Linked DNA regions of Rattus norvegicus: region 1 is linked to region 2. Evidence: chromatin contacts called from public Hi-C data. All regions are on one chromosome and are shown on one strand. The core of a region is the stretch at or near the end of the contact, and the rest is flanking DNA. Distances in the headings are between cores, read along the strand shown. Region 1 overlaps Col4a3 (collagen type IV alpha 3 chain). Region 2 overlaps Col4a4 (collagen type IV alpha 4 chain).

Region 1 (6,096 bases), core at 1,062-3,561, 83 kb after region 2:
ACAAGCTTAGGGCTAGCTCTGCAGTTCTGGATATGAATTCTTTCTTCTGGAGTGGACATAAAATCCAACCACTAGGCAGCTGGTCACCACCATATCAGACTTGCTTCTGTGGTACCAGGGGGCCCATCCTGCTTGGCCAGACAGTATTACTGCATACAGGATCCACCCCTGAGGAAGACTGATGGCGTGTTCAACCTTTTGACATGATGTTTTCATGTCTAAAATTCACACTGGAGAACTGTACAGCCAGGTTAGCAAACGGGAGCTTCAACAAGCTCTCACAGTATAGGAAGCACATTTGTGACTTTGAATCAGGTTGCATGCAGCTTGCAGGCTGTGAGCTGGACACACCTGTGCACCTGGACACACCTGTGCACCTGGACACACCTGTGCACCTGGACACACCTGTGCACCTGGAGCGTCTCGAGAACCTCAGATGCCTTAGTCCCGGTCAACAAGCCGGATGTTTCCTCAGCAACTGACCAGAGCAAAGGAGCACACGGCTTTCGTGTATAGCATGATATACTTTTTTTTTTCTTTTTCTTTTTTTTCGGAGCTGGGGACCGAACCCAGGGCCTTGCGCTTGCTAGGCAAGAGCTCTACCACTGAGCTAAATCCCCAACCCCACATGATACACTTTAAAAGATTAAAGAGCATTGTTTAAAGTATTTTCTGAAAAAGCTAAGGAACCAGGATCCCCAGAAATCCAATTCTGAGTTTGGATTTTCTACTGCTTGGTGCATTCAAGGAGGTTTTGTTGTTTTTGGTTTTTGTTTTTGTTTTTGTTTCGTGAGGATTTACTGATTCCTGAAAACATTGTCAGTAACATGATAGATTTTCTTTTAATGGACCTAATAGTACCTTTCTTTTACCTCTTAAGAAAAAAAAAAAACTCTAACAGATGATAAAGCCCACAGAATTTCACAAGGAGAACTAAGGAGGAGAGAGAAAGCAGAATGATGGACCCCTAGACTAACCTGGATTGGCCAGTGAGACTTTCTCTAGGCTAAGGAAAATGAGAAAGAAACATCTGACACGTTGTACTACAGATTCTGCTCGCCCACCAAGAGTGCCTAAGATCAAGAAATCCAGTGACAGTCACTGATGCAAACATGGGAAGAATTTCAACTAGTTTAACCATTATGGAGATCGGCACAGAGGTTTGTCAACAATTAAAAACAGAACTACGGTAAGGAAGACCTACCCATGCCAATTCAGAGTGTATACTGCAAAGATTGCATGTCCTACCACACGTGGGCTTGCAGATCCGTGTCTACGGCTGCACAGCTTGAGATACCAAGGAAATAGAAAAGAGGGACGGACCCTGACAGGGTGGCGCACATCGGAATCATCTTGCATTGCACAAAGGGATTATATTCATCTGTGTAGAACATTGAAATCATGAAAATGGCAGGAAAAAGGATGGATCTAGAAAGCATTCTATTAACCAAAGCAACAGGCTCAGAAAGAAAAGCATCTACTGTTTTCTCTCATATGTAGACCTGAGTTGATATTGTTCATAAGCCTGAATGCAAGTGTGTGTGTGTGTGTGTGTGTGTGTGTGTGTGTGTGTGTGTGTGTGTGGGATATGGACATAAACCATGAAACTAGGAAGGAGCTCAGGAGAAGAGATTTGGGGAAAATGGTGAGACCTATAGGGTACAGGAGATGTGAGAGCAGAAAGTGGGGGGTGGGTAGGAGTAGACAGAGCAGTACTAGGAGAGGGAGGTGACAGAGGACAGGGAGGAAGGGACACGGAATCAACAAAGACGTTTGATTTAAAAAAAATCACTGCAAAATGTATGCTAGTTAGAAATTTTTAAAAATTGAAACTTAAAAAAAAATCTTATAACTTTTAGGGGAAAGAGAAGCTGGAGTCTGTAGTAACAACACACACCTCACTCCCTAGCAACAAGGAAGGCAGGACGAACATGTTTTTACCAAAGTGTTTGTTTTCCAAACACACGGGTGAACTCAGATAGCTACCTTCTTTGTCAGAATCAGTCATCTGCACTCTTGCTGTCAACCAGAAAATCCGAAGCGGGTGCCTGGGTTAGCTGTCTAGACTAGAGCTATCTCCCTGGGCAGGAGCTGAAAGATGGGAAGAGGGGCGGCTTCAGTGGTGATGGCTGTGGGCGGGACAGGCAGCCACTCTCTAGGTCCTTCTTTACCCAAGGGCAAGCTGCCAAGGCTCCGGGTCACTGGGCGGAGGCCACATTGCAGAGAACAGCTGGCGGGGGCCTGTCTGGCACCGCTTGGCTTGCACTTCCTCAGCTCTTCTTTTCACATACAAACCCCGTTGCCTCCGGCCATTGGCCGGGCTCAGAGACTGGGCAGGGTCAATAATTTTAATGCAGACTCAACAGCCCTGCTCAGTAGAGTGTGAATCAGCTTCGAAGATGCCAACTTCCCCTCCCACTGACCCAGGGTAGCTGGATGCTCAGAGAGACAGAGGCCACCTCCATATCACGAGCCAGCAGAAAATGAGGCATGCCGTGTTCAGAGACTAGGAGGACGATGGTCTGAAAATTCTTTTCTATTCATGAAAAGTAAAAATATATGTGTTAAGGGCCTTTCAATTAACAGTAAGAATGTATGCGGCTCATTAGATCTCTTGTTTATTATTTTGTCCCTTACGTGTATGACTGTGTGGGTGAGCACCACATGCTATGCCGTGCTGGCAGAAGACTGAAGAGAGTAGTGGGTCTCCTGGAGCTAGAGTTCTGAGTGGTTGTGAGCTGCCCAGCATGGATGCTGGACAGAGAACTCGAATCCTCTGGACGAGCAGCATGCACTCTTAACCACTCAACCATCCATAGGTGAACGCTGTGAGTGGGGGTCGAAACAGAGACCATCCAAGCTGCCTGCACAATAGCCGAGAAGCAATTGCCTCTTGTATATTGTCCGTGTGCTTTGCCACCAATCAGCATGAGCGTTGAATACCACAGAGATTTCTCTTTTATTAATTAATTTATTTATTTTACATCTCAATCAGAGCTTCCCCTCCCTCTCTCCTTCCAGTCCCTCCTTCTCATCAGCCCTTCACTCTATGCCCCGCCTCCTTTTCTCCTCAGAGAAGAGGAGACCTCCCATGGATGTCAAGATTCCCACTTGGCATATCAAATTGTAGAAGGCATATCAAGTTGTAGTAGGGCTAAGAGCCTCTTCTTCTATTGAGGCTAGACAAGGTTGTCCAGTTAGGGGAAAGGGAGCCAAAGGCAGGCAATGGAGTCAGAGACAGGCGCTGCTCCTGCTGTTAGCGGTCCCACGTGAGGACTAAGGTGTACACCTGTTACATATGTTAGCACAGAGATTTCTATCGAGCATTTTATTAAATAGATAAAATTTTATAGTATCATGTAGAAGTCATAGGTGGCTAATCAACTAACATACTTGGTGCGCTCTACGGGTCCTGCTGGCAGACGCTGTAATTCAGTTGTGGAATTAACAAAGAATTTTCAGTCTCATCTTTATTCTGGAAGTCAAGGCCAGTGCTCTGGCACTGGATAAACTCGGGAGGAAATGTCTGGAAGGAACATGGCAAGTTAAGACCGACTGAGGATAAGACCAGACAGTCACGTGGCTGTCCTTTGGCACAGAGTCTTGTGTTGAACAGAGAGAGGGGAAGTCCCCAATGCCTGAATCCTTACTGAGCGCACAGCCATCTGCGGCAGCCTTTGACTGATCCGTTTTCCTCAATGCAAACCACCACGAGGCGGATCTTTTCTCCTTTTATTCTTTGAGATCGTAACATAACTATATCATCTCTCGCCTCACTTTCCTCCCTCCAAACCTTCCCATAGACCTTTCCTTGCTCTTTGTTCATTAATTGCTACAGGGCCCCGAGACATGCTTTCCTCTTCAAGCAAGGCAACTAGGAAGCGTTTGGCAATTGACCCAGAACTCTAGTTAGAACCGGAACTGATAACCAACCACAGGACATACATGTGGCCATGAGATTCTAAATCTTTTATTCTTCACTGTGAATGTTTCTCTTGCATTCTGAAGCCATTAAGAGAATGATTCTCGGGGTTGGGGATTTAGCTCAGTGGTAGAGCGCTTGCCTAGGAAGCACAAGGCCCTGGGTTCGGTCCCCAGCTCTGAAAAAAAGAACCAAAAAAAAAAAAAAAAAAAAAGAGAATGATTCTCTCTGGGTGAATTATTTAATATTCGAACATGCTAAAACATAACTTTGGCAGCGCTCTGGTTCCGAGGGAGAGAAAGTATTACTGAGAGCTTCCTGCTCTTAACTTGCTTGAGGTTCAGGAGGAGGCCCCTGAGGAGCACTTTGCTGTTGAAAAAGAGAAAATCACAAAAATGTTGCATGAGCAATAACCGTCACCTGTGTTGGTTTAATGATGGCCTCTAGCCACAGGGCTTTTGAAGGTCTTAACTTCTGACTAATAGTTGATGGGTTGTATCATTAATGGGGTCATGATGTCTCAAGAATAGGTTCAAAATGAGTATAAAGGAAACTATGACCTCCCCATCCTTTAGTCCAATAATCTTATGTTCATTGACTGAAACATTCTTGAAAATTTTAAATTGTATTTGAGGGGAAATGCCCAAAGTGAAAAGTCTTTATACCTTGCATGCAACAAGGTCATCCCTGGAGGTGGGGGGAGAGCTTATTTCATAAGGCCCCATGCCAGGCCCTCTCCATCACCACACAGGCCCCTGACGAGCTGCCAGAGAGCTGCCCTTCCTGTGGTGTTGAGTTCACCCAGTCGGGTGGAGAATCCACTAGTTGGCAGACTGTCACGTACTCCGAAGTCCCAGCCAGCACGATCATACACACGTAGGCAGGACACACCCTGACCGTTTGACGGATTCTGGAGTAGTTCTGATACTCTAGGCGGGAAGAGACAGCTGTAGGCCCAGCTGTGGAGACACAGCCACAAGCAGACAAGAGTAGGGCGGACACATAAAGAGAGGCTACAGTGGGCTCACGTGAAACGCCTGTCCGTTGAGTTGGCTCCCAGAAAGCCTCTCCACACCTTCTAGTCAGCAGGCCAACTGAGACTGCTTTTATAACAGAGCAGCAGTGTCCATCTCTGAGTACAAGGATGGCCAAGAGTACACCACGCCAACCCTAGTCTCTGCCTGCAGCGCGCAGAGATGTAATGAAGTAAAGTTAATTAGATGTAGGGGAACAGCCTGGTTAAAAGAGCAGACACAAATATATTTCTATGAAAACCATATAGGAAGCTGTAATGAAAATAAAATTGAAGGGCGAGAAGAGTGGCCCCATCCTAGAACTCAAGACCCTGGTACCATCCCCCACACTGCAACACCACTGGAATAGTCATCATTAATATTGTTTGTATAATATTATTTAGGTAATAATTTCGTTGTTGAAAGAAAGTTGCTTTTTCCAAGAGACATGTTTGAGACAGCTTTTTAAAAGTTAGAAAAGAACACATCAGTGGAGATTAAATCGTAGGGCTGAGGAGATGTCTCAGTAGTTCAGAGCACTTTCTGTTCTCCCAGGGGACCCAAGCTCAGCTCCTAGCACTCATGTTGGGGCCTCACAGCCACCGGTAACCCCAGCTTTGGGGAGTAGTTTTTTGGCCTCTGAAGGTACCAGCATATGTATAGCATGCATACACATGCACAAACATATAGAAATAGCTTTACCAGCACATGTATAGCATGCATACACACGCACAAACATATAGAAATAGCTTTTTTGTAAGTGATGAGATCTCTACTATAAGATCGAAGATTTCCTAGATATTAAACAGCTTTTAACTTTCTACCATCATTAAGAACCTTTAATAGAGGCTGAAGAGATGGCTTGATGGTTAAGGGCACTGGCTGCTCTTCCAGAGGAGCTGAGTTCAATTCCCAGCAACCACATGGTGGCTCACAGCCATCTGTAATGGGATCTGATGCCCTCTTCTGGCCTGCAGGTGCACATGCAGATGGAACGCTCCTATACATAAAATAAATAATACTAAAAAAAAAATGAACCTTAAATACAGCGACGATATTCTAACAAGCAAGTATGCTAAAATGACATTCATTTTGGTTTCTTACTTTTAATATTGCAATTAGATAAAAATATGTGCTCATTTTGAGGTAGCGTGTCAGCCT
Region 2 (6,246 bases), core at 3,726-6,225:
GATCTTTGTATAGTTTTGATATAAGGCCTCTATCTGTTGTAGGATTGGTAAAGATCTTTTCCCAATCGGTTGGTTGCCGTTTTGTCCTAATCACAATGTCCTTTGCCTTACAGAAGCTTTGCAACAACTTCAGTTTCTTTCATCTTTCCCCAAACTTCTCTTGCCTTTCTGCCATGTGTCTCACCTCCATGTCCATCCCCCATGCCTCTGTCCTTCCAGGTCAGCTTAGCTGCATGGGTCTCCCCCTTCGTTCTCTCTCTGACTCCTTTGGGCAGCTACAGAGATTTACAGCTCCCCTATCCAGGACCAAAGTTTTCTTTTAAACACCAATATTATCCTCAGACTTTAAAACAGGCAAGCAAATAAACAAGCCCTGAGCACTAGAGACTGGTAGGACGCAAAATGACTCACTCACCTTGTCTCCTTTCTCTCCTGGTGGTCCAGGCAGGCCGCTGTCACCTCTCAGTCCTTTTTCTCCTGGAATCCCAATGGGTCCTGGGGGTCCCAAGGGCCCTATTGGTCCCTGTGGTCCCAGTGGTCCTGGGTGACCCTGAAATGGAAAGGAGACCCAAAGAAGCTGTGAATAGTGATTCTAACACAGGCATGCCCTGTGAGTACAGAAAAATCAGAACACTAAAGCTGAGCAAATTCTAATAGAATCTCGGCTATTACAAGTAGTGTGTATAGCATTGCCTTTTCAAGCGGATTTAAAGCTCTGTGATAAGTGTCTATTGTTGTGTGTGTGCACATAAATGTAAGTGTGCACGTATGCATGTGTGTATGCATTCATGTGTGAATGTGTCCATGTATGTGTGTGCAAGTGTGTGCATATGTGCATATGTGTGTATGTATATAATGTTTGCAAATATGGGTAGATTAAAGCTCTATTATTTTCCCACTGCCAATTACATTTGTAGGTCTTGAGATGGCTTATGAATTATAGAACTAAAAATATCAAATCCTTGCTGAGTGAGGAACATGGTACGCATGGAGGAGAAGTGCCTGCTGTACTTGAAAGAGGCAATGCCTTTTATGCTTGTTGCTGCCCTCCTCCTATGCCCCTGTGCAGTTCATGATTTTGAACTTGGAAAAAATAATTGTATCAAAATATAATTTTGATTTTTCAGAAGTCCAATCGTTAATGTCTTTATAAAATTATCAGCCTATGGCAACAAAGAAGCTATTAGAATGGACTCAGAAATATAGACTCAGTTTGTCCAAATGACACCGTGTCTCAACGTCCTGTCCATGGGGTGGCCAATGTACTCAGCTTGCTTTGCCACCGCATAGCTCAGCGTGTGTTATGTCTCGTTAGAATTATAACATTCCTCAGATTCATTCAAAGTTGGGCTACAGGGTTTTGTGATTCTTCAAATTTTCTAAAATCCATTAAGAAAAGAGTAGTTTAGAGCCTCTTGCCCCCAACATCACTCACAACTTCATCTTTTAAAAATGAACATCTTAGCTGGGAGGTGGTGGCACATACCTCTAATCCCAGCAACTGGGAAGCAGAGGCAGGTGGATCTTGGTGAATTCGAGACCAGCCTGGTCTACAGAATGAGTTCCAGGACAGTCAGAGCTACACAGTGAAACCCTGTCTCAAGAAGCAAACAAACAAACAAGCAAATAAATAAATATTTAAAAATCATTTTATTGCAGTATGTGTCTGTGTGTATACGTGTGTGTGTCTGTGTGTGTGTGTGTGTGTGTGTGTGTGTGTGTGTAACATGTATGCCCCAGAGATGTGTGTCAAGGTTGGAGTCACCTCCCCACCTCTAACATGCAAGTCCCAGGGATAGAACTGAGGGTATCAGGTTTGACAGTAAATGACTTAACACTGAGCCATCTTACTGCTCTCTAACTGCATTCGATGATCAAATATGTCTTGCTATGAGGTCAGAAAAGTTTGATAAATTTCAGCCACTACATGCTAAGATCATGTCTCTTAGATTTCTAGAACAAATGCAGGATGGTCTTAGAGATATACAGCATTCTGGGGAAAATATTTCTTGCAGAGTCCTAGCCATATAAATACTCTGAAATACCCCAAATCAAGATGTTAGCCCCATTCGTTTTGGGTACCTTGTCTTGTGTGATCCCATGAAGGAAGTATTGTGTGCTGGCAATTGGGAGGAAGGGGGAGCCCTTCTAATAACCAGATGCTCCCCTAAAGCAAGCTAGTCCTACCAGACTAGCACATAGCCATAAATGCCTGAATACCTTACATAATCACACAGGAGAGCACGCCAGTGGGAAGAAGGTGCAGCTGGGACCCAACTGTTTCCACACTTGAACCCTGCTTAGATAGTGATGTGACTTAGGCAGGCCCAGCTAAGCAGAGGGAGATGGCACAAAAGATTGAACTGGGACCTGGTGAGGCAGCCACAATGATTCAAGACAATATCATTTGGATAACAGGAAAAACAGAGTTGTGAACATCCAGGAGCCTGAGACAGGGTGAACACATTGTGTGACTTCTAACAAGGAAGCACAATTTAGAGCCACTCACCTGAGCTACTAAGTATAGAGAAAACATGGAAGGCAAGCAGCCTGGTAGGTAGCAGAGAGAGAGAGAGAGAGAGAGAGAGAGAGAGAGAGAGAGAGAGAGAGAGAGAGAGAGCGCAGTGAGTGATGTAGGTAAGAAAGGCAGCCCAGGAAGAAAGAAAAGGAAGATATTCATCCTTGGTCAACAGCTAGAAGAGCCCTTGACAGGAGGGCACGGGTCAGTTGCCCAGCCTTGGGCTGAGAGAACCAGGGCAAGTCTACCCTGAAGATGAGGTGTTGACGGAGGGATGAGGATGTGGACAGCTAAACTCCCCTGAGCAAATGCGAGTCTTCAGTGAGGGTCTGAGGAGAATGTGCCACGCTGACGGCATTTACAAACAGCCATTAGAGAGAGCAAAACAGGTGCACTCTGACTGGCAGAGAACATGAGGAAGACAGTGACTAAGGGTCCAGGCAGAATGTTCTGAAAGCACAAGGCCACACTTACTGGCTGTGTGTCCTTGAGTACGTTTTTTTCTTCTAAAAATATCTCATCAGCATATATTAATTATGTATAATAATGGGCTTCATTCAGACCTTTCTGGACTATATCCCTAACCTCTCTCAAGCACGGCAGCATCTTTGTCAATAGCTTAGAGCGAAAACAAATAAAACCTGTAAAGCTGTCTAAGAGAATACCCGTTGGGGTAAATGCTATCCACCGTTATGGTACACGATTGTGACAAATGTAAAGCTGTTTAAGAGAGTACCCGTTGGGGTAAATGCTATCCACCGTTATGGTGCACGATTGTGACAAAATGTGTAAATGACAAAAACAAGCCACAGAACGGTATGACATATGCTCCCAACCCTCAAGAAACAGGGCAGAGCCAATGGCTCCCTATCTGTTTACAAACGAAGGCTTCTAGAATGGTATGCAAGCTAAGGAGAGGCTAAATACAAGCCAGGGCCATGTCACCTCCTGGTGCATCCTATGATCAGCACCCGTGACCTTTGTAATAGAGATGAAGTGTCATCTCTGTGTCACGATTGGGTCACTAGCTCCACAGCATTACTGACAACCTTTAACACCTACCCAGGAGGTGCAGCTGAAAACTGTTCCTTATGTGAATTTCCCTTTTTCTTCATGTTCCCCATCCTCTACATAAAGGCTACAGTTGATTGAGAATTAGCAAAGCTTGGAATTGCTAAGAATCCTGGTGTGTGTGTGTGGTGTGTGGTGTGTGTGTGTGTGTGTGTGTGTGTGTGGTATGTGGTGTGTGGTGTGTGTGGTGTGTGTGTGTGTGTGTGTGTGGTATGTGGTGTGCGGTGTGTGGTGTGTGTGTGTGTGTGTGTGTGTGTGGTATGTGGTGTGCGGTGTGTGATGTGTGGTGTGTGTGTGTGTGTGTGTGTGTGGTGTGTGGTGTGTGTGTGTGTGTGTGTGTGTGGTATGTGGTGTGTGGTGTGTGATGTGTGGTGTGTGGTGTTTGTGTGGTGTGTGGTGTGTGTGTGTGGTATGTGGTGTGTGGTGTGTGATGTGTGGTGTGTGGTGTGTGGTGTGTGTGTGTCTGGTGTGTGTGTGTGTGTGTGTGTGTGAGAGAGAGAGAGAGAGAGAGAGAGAGAGAGAGAGAGAGAGAGAGAGAGACCAAATAGTGGCAGTGATAAAGCAGAACTGTGAAACTTTGGGAACGTGGGAAGGTAGATCAATTTACAGTGGACAGCATGTACATCCCAGACCATGACCTGAAAGGACCTTCTTACCCTCTGTCAATTAATCTTATATCTAATATTAACCTTTAAATGAGACTGAATGACAGACATTTAAACGTTCTCTTTCTTTCCTAAGTATGAGAATCAGAAAACAGTTGCTATTATGGCAAGTTTGGAATTAAAGTGCCTCTCCATCCTGTAAGCAATTTGTACATCGCCTCCCAGTGATCTTCTCTGAGTACAGTGCTTTACGACAATGTGTTATTGAGAACACAGCGAGAGGAAAGCTCACATAAAAGGGAAACTAAGAAAAAGACGGAAGACGGCCAATTAACTGGCCATAAATCTCTTCAATGTGATTCATTTCAAACACGCAACCCTGAATCCAGTAAGCTAATGGGACTTTGCTGAGGCAAAAACGGGGGTGGGGGAGTGGAAATGTTTAACACCGTGGTAAGTCTGATGGAATTCCATTTAGTATGCTGTGGGAATGGGTCCTGATTAGAGAAAGAACCATAAAAATACTTTGAAAACAAACAGCAGACCAGAAAAGAGCTGTTTGTATTACCGAGGGAAAGCCAACCTTCCTCCAAGGTCCCCCTGCCCTGACCTGGGCATGCGCACCGACTTCTGGCCTTTCCCGGGAATCTCTTGTTTTCAAAGCTTTGAGCATTCGGTCTATACTCACGGATGAGGACCCTCCCTTCCTCAAAGTTGACAGTCTCTCAAAGTTCCCATGGAAAGACCACCTCACCCTGACCTCCAGCCCTTGCCCTTGAAAATAAAATGTCTTCCCAGGGTGCCAAAGAACACGCTCACCCATTTCCACCAACCTCTTACCCGTGCCCTCCCTCTAACCCTACACTCACTGAACCGAGACCTCCTGGGAGACAGAACATAGGTGTCCACGGCTGTGCTGGCAAGAAAGATGGATTGGTCAGCCTTTTGTTACTACAATTACACTACCCAGAGGCAGAGTGACTTATAAAGAAAGAAGCTGGGCTGAGGAAGGGGCTCGATGGTAGAGCACACACCGGGCATACGTGAGGTTTATTCTCCAGTATCACCAAGAAGAAAACCCCCAAAACAAACAAACAAAAACAAAAGATGAAACAAAGGACAGAACATTTTATTTGGGCTCATAATTATGGAAGTACAAGCAAATTATAAATGCCATGTTATAGGCTCTGTCCAGAGGCTAGGAAGCTATGCCACACAGTGAGTGATTGAGTAGGGGGCAGTTTCTTCCTCATCCTCAATTAGCCATCCAGATCAATCATGGGAGCTCCGCTCTAATACTCTAAGCTATTCAATTGACAGAGGCCCCACCTCTGAGCATTACGGTAATCGTACATTTCTTAATACCCCTTCATACAACTAACACATGGCTTTGGGGAGTGAGCCCCAGCATGAGTTTGGGGGAGAGAAAACACACTCAGACGATAACCGCAGAGGACAAAAATTGTTTCACAAAATAAGGTGAGCCCTGCCCCACCTCAAGGAAAGATGGGTGCAATTACTTCCTTGTAGCCCCAAACCACTGTCCCCAGAACACTGGCTTTCAGGACATCTGTAAAGTGCTGAGACCCTTCCATGGAGCTCTGTACTCTGGAGTACCACGCCACCTGCTGAGCAGCAGGCCAACTGCGAGCCTGCTGCAGTCTTAGCAAACTGCTGGCCGTGAGCCACTAGACCTGGATTCCGACCTCCCCACACAGCCACTTTGTAAGTGGAAAACTCACATAAAATGTGGAATGTCCCCTTTTGAAAAATGAACTTAATGACTTCGTTTTCAGTGCTTTTTAATATTATTGGTTATTTTATTATACGATAAAATTTTCTAAAAGAAGCACATTAAACCTTGGGTGACTGCACTAAGTCTGTCTAAAAGCTGCTCACAAAAAAAGAACCCCAGACGTTCGTCTTTGAAATGGTGGTCTGCCATTTCACTCAATTAGACTAAATAATTTATCTGTGGTAATACAGAAAGAATTTCTATTTTCATTAAATCTGTTCACATAAAAACGGGTTCAGGGAAAAAGGCCTCCTTGT

The links. Hi-C and Micro-C count contacts between places; a contact is called where the count stands out from the background.
Region 1: a Hi-C map of kidney shows a contact between it and region 2, with 5 times the contacts expected there. The contact joins two enhancer-like sites. A contact is called at or near these places in 11 of 12 Hi-C or Micro-C datasets (the A7r5 cell line, the Rat2 cell line, Schwann cells and 7 more) and 1 of 1 datasets of contacts at active chromatin or transcription factors (oligodendrocytes).

Annotation. Positions count from the first base shown.
Region 1 is chr9:91,370,545-91,376,640 of GRCr8, forward strand. The region is part of intron 1 of Col4a3 (collagen type IV alpha 3 chain); the gene reads left to right. Among named protein-coding and RNA genes, the nearest start is that of Col4a3, 50 kb to the left of the region's middle. Within about 2 kb of position 2,312, at least 29 of the 93 cell types and tissues checked have an H3K27ac peak or open chromatin away from gene starts, as enhancers often do. A contact at or near this core is called in kidney, where this site is marked.
Region 2 is chr9:91,285,061-91,291,306 of GRCr8, forward strand. Col4a4 (collagen type IV alpha 4 chain) reads right to left here. Exons shown (of 7, transcript NM_001008332.1): 5 at 416-550. All of the region lies in intron 2 of LOC120094721 (a long non-coding RNA gene), which reads left to right. Among named protein-coding and RNA genes, the nearest start is that of Col4a4, 35 kb to the right of the region's middle. Within about 2 kb of position 4,976, at least 4 of the 93 cell types and tissues checked have an H3K27ac peak or open chromatin away from gene starts, as enhancers often do. A contact at or near this core is called in kidney, where this site is marked.